Regions from separate parts of the Mus musculus genome. Here region 2 is linked to region 1. A link is a contact called in public Hi-C data. All regions are on one chromosome and are shown on one strand. Each heading gives the region's core, a stretch centred on a gene start, on an enhancer-like site or on the middle of the called end of the contact. The rest is flanking DNA. Distances are from core to core; before and after follow the strand shown. Region 1 overlaps Maml2 (mastermind like transcriptional coactivator 2). Region 2 overlaps Maml2 (mastermind like transcriptional coactivator 2).

Region 1 (3,165 bases), core at 229-2,728:
AAGTATGGCAGTTGGTTAATAAGAGCTACTGCTGTTTTAGTTACGGTCAATCAGATCTAGATTTCAAGTCCGTTTCTTTGATGCTTGAATGAATCATTGACTATGCCTATTTACTACTGACCTGATGTGTTATACACAGTTCAGAACATTTGGATTTTAAGTGAATGAGGGAATAAACAAAAGAACAAGGAGAGAAATATAAATATTGCCTGGGAAGTACATACTTCAATTCCCAAAATTCCTAAGATTGTAATTTACATTTTTCTATCGCTGTTTCTCTCTGTCTCTCTGTCTTTGCCCCTCTGTCTCCGCCTCTCTCTTTTCTCTCTCTCTCTCTCTCTCTCTCCCATTCTCTCTCTCTCTCTCATTCTCTCTTTCTCTCTCTCTCTCTCTCTCTCTCTCTCTCTCTCTCTCTCTCTCTCTCTGTACACACATGATGGTGCATATGTGGAGGTCAGAGAACAGCTTGAGGAAAACAGTTTCTACTGCTGTATGAGTTCTGGGATTTGAACTCATGTCATCAGACTTGGCGGCAAGCTCCCTTTCTCACTGAGACATTTCACAGGCCTAAGAATTTTCAAGTAGTAGTGTCTTGCATAGGAATGGCTCCTGCCACTGCCTTTTTCGGTAATGAGTTGATTCCCACAGGCCGTGGAGCAAAATTTGCCCAGACTCCAGCATGGCTCCTGTTGCTGAACTTGACAGACACTCAGTCTTATGCTCATGTGACACAGCTCTCCCTGGCCTCTGTTTAAGTGAAGCTGTTTCTCTGATGCTTCTAGTTTGGGAATATGATCTTGATAACTGGAGTCCTCACTACAATACCTCCTCTTTAATCCTTGCTGGGAAGTCTGAAAAATGGATCCTCACTGGTCTGGGATCTTTTAGGTTTAGGAAAAGAAGTGAGTGAAGATATCCTAGTGTGTGCTCAGAAGCAAGCACATGTTTAAAAAGTTGACTTTCTCTTGTAACACCAATCTGAAAGTCTAATTTTAGCAGTTTCTATAAGCTTTTCCATGCATATTTTAAAGTCTGGTTTTGCCTAAATAATAACTAGGAAGACAACAAATCTTGCCCCGCCCCCATGCTTCTCCCTTGACCTCAATGCTTAGGCAGTCCTTCCCTCCCTGGGGGTGTGACTTTAGAGTGCTGTTTTATTGACTCATAATTAAGAACTTCTGATGGGAAAACCAGTCAACAGGCACAAATGGCCTGGTGGCCTGGGGGTGGGGGTGTCCCACCAGCAGAGGTGGGGGTTGGTTTTATTATGGCAGGAGCAGAAGCAGGGTTGAAGAACCTTCACAGAAAACCTCAAAGCATTAAACCCTCTGTATGAACTTTATGCCTTTTTTGAGGAAGTCAACTTCTTTTCTGTCCCTTATCTCTTTAAGTCAGAGTGAGTGAGGAGAGAGTGAAGTCATGAGTGGGAGGGGCCGGCAATGGAAATTTGGGGGCAAACACAGAGCGTGGGTAGAAAGGAAACACACACGTGAAACATCTTGAGAGGAAACGTAACAGGAAAAGGCTGCTGTTATCTACAAGGGCTAGGAAGAGAAACATGGAGGCTGTATGCTTGGGTTCATCATTAAATAATCTACTAAAGCAACAGGAGAGGGTTTCAAACACCGAAGAAGAGCCTGGATGAGAAACAATTGCTACTCCTTTAACCGAACAAACATTCTTGGAATTCAGTCGCATCTTATTAGCAGAGAAGACTCAGGGTCAGTGCTAGGCACTGGATGTTTTCCACATCTGGTTCCACTCACGGGAATGAGCTCCCAGACACCATTATTCTCCTGACATATCTAGTTTAATACACGAGGCAATGTCCTCCTTGCCCTGCGGTATGGTTTGACGAGAGATTCATAATGCATATAAAATGGATTTCCATTATCCGATTAAAGCGTCTCCTTTTTGAGTTAGATTTTTAATTTTTTTAAAGTGAAATGAGTAGCTGTTTTACACAGCACAAGTTTCAAGCCCATCACCATTTCCTACCTACAAGATCTTTGTGGATTGTTTTAGTGTTTTTAATTTACCACGCGTTACTCCTGAGAGAAAGCAGACTTTTAAAAGCTCATTTAAAATGGATGTTTTAAATTCTCTGGTGAAATCATAACTGAGCTTTGGACATTATTGTGGGACAGACAAGAAAGGAAAGTGGCCCCTTCTCACTGTGACTAATTTCAGATAATTGAAAACCTACGGCTTTGAAATTGGGACTCAACTGTGAGCATGTGACAATAAGCCCCTTTCCCTCTGATAGATCCACTAATTCCTGTCATATCTAGGCACAGGCATCCTGCAGACAGAGCACTGTTGGCTGCGGCTCTTCGGTGTGCTTGCTGTGCTCGCTGTCGTTGCTGGCTACTCTGCTTCTGTTGTTCAGGGGTCCTTACATCTGTGGGAACTGATTCTTCATTCAAGAATGAACCTGCCACAAGGGGACAGATGTAAAGATTGGAATCTGGGTCTTTATATTTTTATTCAACTGGCTCCACTTGTTTTCATAGTTATTATTTAAACATATGAAAGGTAATGGAAATAAGTTTTCTACTGAAGGTTAGCAGGCTAAGATTACATGTGATAAAGGCTAAAGTTGCAAGTTACAAGAGAATGTTAGATATAAAAAAATTTTTAACATATATTTTTCTTCATTTCTTTTCTTAAGGAAATGATTTTCCATTGGAAATTTGTTAAAAGGAAATAAAAGAAAACATGAATGAATTTTGTGTGTGTGTGTGTGTGTGTGTGTGTGTGTGTGTGTGTGTGTGTGCTCTCACACATGGGCACCCACCCATAATGCACACAAAGGGCAGAGGTTGGCATTGTGTGCCTTCATCTATCATTCTTTACATCATTATCATTATTATTTGAGTTAGAGTCTCTCTCTTGCATCTGGATCTCTTATACTTAGCTTGGTTGGGTAGCAAGCCTCAGGGACCTTTCTGTCACAGGCTCCCAGTGTTGGAATGACAGGCATGTGTCTCCATGCCTGGCTTTTATGTGGATGCTGGGGACTTGAACTCAGGTCCTCCTGCTTTTGTGACAAGTACTTTACTAGATGGCTCACCTCCTCAGTCCTGGGATGAAGTTGTCTTAATGGAACATTTGCTGTTAATCTTCAGTGATGAATCAGAGTCTGTAAAATTTTGGCATACAAGA
Region 2 (3,346 bases), core at 845-3,344, 110 kb before region 1:
GGTGCAGGTGTCTGTTATTGGCTAGTTTTGATGTCAGAATGTTGGGAAATTATGGCACAAATTGGGTACAAGTCCTACAAGAGAAGCCACTTGCTTCCTAGGTGGAAATTCAGAATTTTAAAAAGAAATCTTTCAGACAAGAAATTTCTACTTTAAGTAGAACATACCTTCTTCTTCTTTCTTTCTTTCTGTTCTTCTCTTGGCCCTTTTCCTTTCCACTCCTTTTCTGTATTAAAGCATCGCAAACTATTCCTAATTAGTAAGTGTAATACAAAAAAGAGGAGGTCCATATCATCTTCATTTTTCTAGAAATGTCAACAAGAAACATCTTTGCTCTCAGCCTGTCTGCTCTTCTGCCACTCAGATGCTCAGAGCAGTAGAGGAGTAACCTGAGGGCAGATAGGGCACTTTCTGATTGACTAACTAGTCTCTCCTAGTGGTAAATAGTAGTGCTAACTGGAAACAGCAGGGCCCGGATGTGCCCCCACATCAGGCATGTCTTCACTCAGCATGTTTCTCAATTCCTGAAAACTTGCCATGTTCCCAATAAGGTGAACCAGGTGTTCACCCTCAGCAAGGACCAACAAAATAGAAAACAAAAAAGTCCCACTTTCAGCATTATTTAAAGGAAAATGTCTGTTCAAAAGGAAGATGACTAAATAATCATAGGTTTAGAAAGTTTCTTCTGCATTGGTAATCTTCTCTTTCATAAATTTAATAAAATAGGATAAAATGAACACAAGCTTTGGGAGGGGTTGGAGCAGGTCAGGCTTGTACCACTTAAAGGGAACAGAGATGAGCAGCACTGTGATGTAGCCTTTGTAAGTAGCTCAATGGCACGTTGCCCAGACACTAGGCGATTTTAACTGCTAATGCCATTGAGATGAGGTAGTATTTCCTGAGCTGTTTTAACTTTTCAATAAGCATCCAGACACAGCAGGGAAGCCCAGGTAAAAAGTTCACAGTTGGAGGAGGCATATGCATGTACGCTCTGCATGCTCTCAAAACACAGCCAATGAAAATGACCTTGTAAGAACGCGGAAGGGAACAGCACATGGAAATAATTTGAAACTTGCAGAACATGGATTTTTGGGGCTATGAAAGGGTGGCAGAGATTTTTCTCACAGGAGTTCTGCAATAGGCAGTGACAGAAGGAAGGGAGACACAGCCCTAGTTATCCTTGAGTTGGGAGTCCTTTGTTAGTATGCAGGCTAATTCTATTTACAGTATCCAGGGGTGCTGTTATCTTCATCTAAACCATGCTCATAACTAAGCTAAGCTTCTGGGCTGTATCAGCTGGGTGGGCTCCTTTCCTTTGCAAAGTTCTTACCCATGTCTTTGAAGTAAGAGCAATGTTCTTGTGGTTTTCTTTACCTGTGTATTTGCCTTGGTGACCCTTCCCCACAACCCTTCCTCTTTTTTTTTTTTTAACTTAAGATGGTTAATGGATTCAGTGCTAAAGGATGGTGTCTTACTTATCCATAGTTCATGGAAACCACACACAACTGTGCTACCTTCCCAACTTCATCCCCGCAGAATACCTTTTAGTAACTTCCTGGTAACTTAGGGGAAAAAAAAACCCTCAAATTTACTTCATACAACGTTTCCTACAAAGGCTCCCACTTCTGTCCACCACCCCTCTGTCTGTCTTCCACGCCTCACTGATCTCTCCCCACCAGCTCAGTCCTAGTCTCCATGCTGATCCATGCTGTTTTCTGGCTTAGTTCGGCCATCTGCACATCTCCATTCCTGTCTGCCACCCGTGGGTCTGAGGGCTTCCAATCTTAGGGGCCCAGCTCTTGATCCTTACAGGAATGCACCCCATCCTTTGTCACCCGTGGGTCTGAGGGCTTCCAATCTCAGGCCCTGCTCTTGGTCCTTACAGTAATGCGCCCATCCGTCCTGATGCTGCTTCTCTCACAGATCATCCTGCAGGTTTTATTATTTTTCCTGCCTGTTTTCTCTGATCAAGGGCAGGCTCTGGGAAGTCAGGGCTGTCCCTGCCTTTTAATTCATGTACCTACAGGGCCAGCAGCTTGAAGCCTGGATGCCTGCGTCTCTTGGCGAAGAGTACAATAAATTTTTTTTTTCAGCAAGTGAACGAACAGTTACTATAATAGTAACCACATGGACCTCAAACTAGCTCTGCCTTAGTCAAGAGGCTGGCTGCTTTGTGAACACAACCCCACCGAATCTTCGCAGTGGTCCCATTGTGATCTGAAGTAAGACAACTTTTATTTGGAAGCTTCCTGTTTACATATAAAGATTCATCCCCTTTACTTACTCAAAATGCTGGAATTTGGGTCTAGGGCCTTTTCAAAGCCTATGACCTTTTTGGGACTTCATAATCTAAGTAGTTATTCAATTAAGAAAGCTGAACAGTGGTGGTGCATGCCTTTAATTCCAGCACCTGGGAGGCAGAGGCAGGTGGATTTCTGAGTTTGAGGCCAGCCTGGTCTACAGAGTGAGTTTCAGTACAGCCAGGGGTACACAGGGAAACACTGTCTCAAAGCAAGCAAACAAACAAATTAACAAACAAAACAAAACAAAACAAAAACCACTTGGAAAAAATCTTAGCTTCTCTCAACTTGTGAATCTCTTTCAAACTGGATTTGTTCTCCGTTCATGTTATCAGAGTGACTCCAAACTCTAATACATAGATGTCTCTAAAGGCTACAAAAAGATGTTATCAAAAGACTACCTCAATTCCCTTCCCCATGTTTCTTATAGTTTACTAAAGGCTCTCAATACTTTGAATGTGTCTGTCTGTTTGTCTGCCCCCTCCCTCTGTGTGTGTGTGTGTGATTAACTCAGTATAGTGCTGTAATGTGTGTCTATGTTCTTGGAGCAATGGATGACAGCATAAACTAGGCAGCCACTGATCAAGTCCAGCCTAGAAAATAATTTGTACCCTGGTCATGTCTACTCCAGAAAACACTGTTTAGAAAAGAGTGCTTCTAATAGTCTCTCAGATTCTATGAGAAGAGACATTTGGTGAGATGCGGGTCTAACTTACTCTGCTGACTTGTATGAACATTGAAATAAAAATAGTCACAGAGTGACTATTTAAAGGGCCCAGGTCTTTTGTCTGCCCTTGTAGTTTGAGCTATGGGAAAATCTCTGGCCTCCCCGAGGTCAATGTCCTCTTTTGTGTATAATCAAATTAACTATTACATTTGTACAAGGCAGTGTAGGGGGACTGTGTGACACCTACCTGCTCAGTGCATGGTTTCTGTTCAAGAATTACCCTCCCTGTTCCTCAGTGTGTTGTGACATGTGGCAATAATAGTATCTTCTGCAAAATAATAATCTTTGTGAGTACTAAATGAGTGACAAATGGGACAGT

What was found. A called contact is a pair of places that touch in the nucleus more often than the background predicts.
Region 2: a contact with region 1 is called in a Hi-C map of liver, with 1.6 times the contacts expected there. The contact joins two enhancer-like sites. A contact is called at or near these places in 2 of 15 datasets of contacts at CTCF or cohesin (the NIH/3T3 cell line and pro-B cells), 11 of 484 Hi-C or Micro-C datasets (the C10 cell line, Th2 cells, brain and 7 more) and 2 of 115 datasets of contacts at active chromatin or transcription factors (the HPC-7 cell line and embryonic stem cells).

The regions. Positions count from the first base shown.
Region 1 is chr9:13,535,149-13,538,313 of GRCm38.p6, reverse strand. The region is part of intron 1 of Maml2 (mastermind like transcriptional coactivator 2); the gene reads right to left. Among named protein-coding and RNA genes, the nearest start is that of Gm51666, 74 kb to the left of the region's middle. Within about 2 kb of position 1,478, at least 103 of the 459 cell types and tissues checked have an H3K27ac peak or open chromatin away from gene starts, as enhancers often do. A contact at or near this core is called in Th2 cells and uterus, where this site is marked.
Region 2 is chr9:13,642,894-13,646,239 of GRCm38.p6, reverse strand. The region is part of intron 2 of Maml2 (mastermind like transcriptional coactivator 2); the gene reads right to left. Among named protein-coding and RNA genes, the nearest start is that of Gm51666, 34 kb to the right of the region's middle. Within about 2 kb of position 2,094, at least 38 of the 459 cell types and tissues checked have an H3K27ac peak or open chromatin away from gene starts, as enhancers often do. A contact at or near this core is called in Th2 cells and uterus, where this site is marked.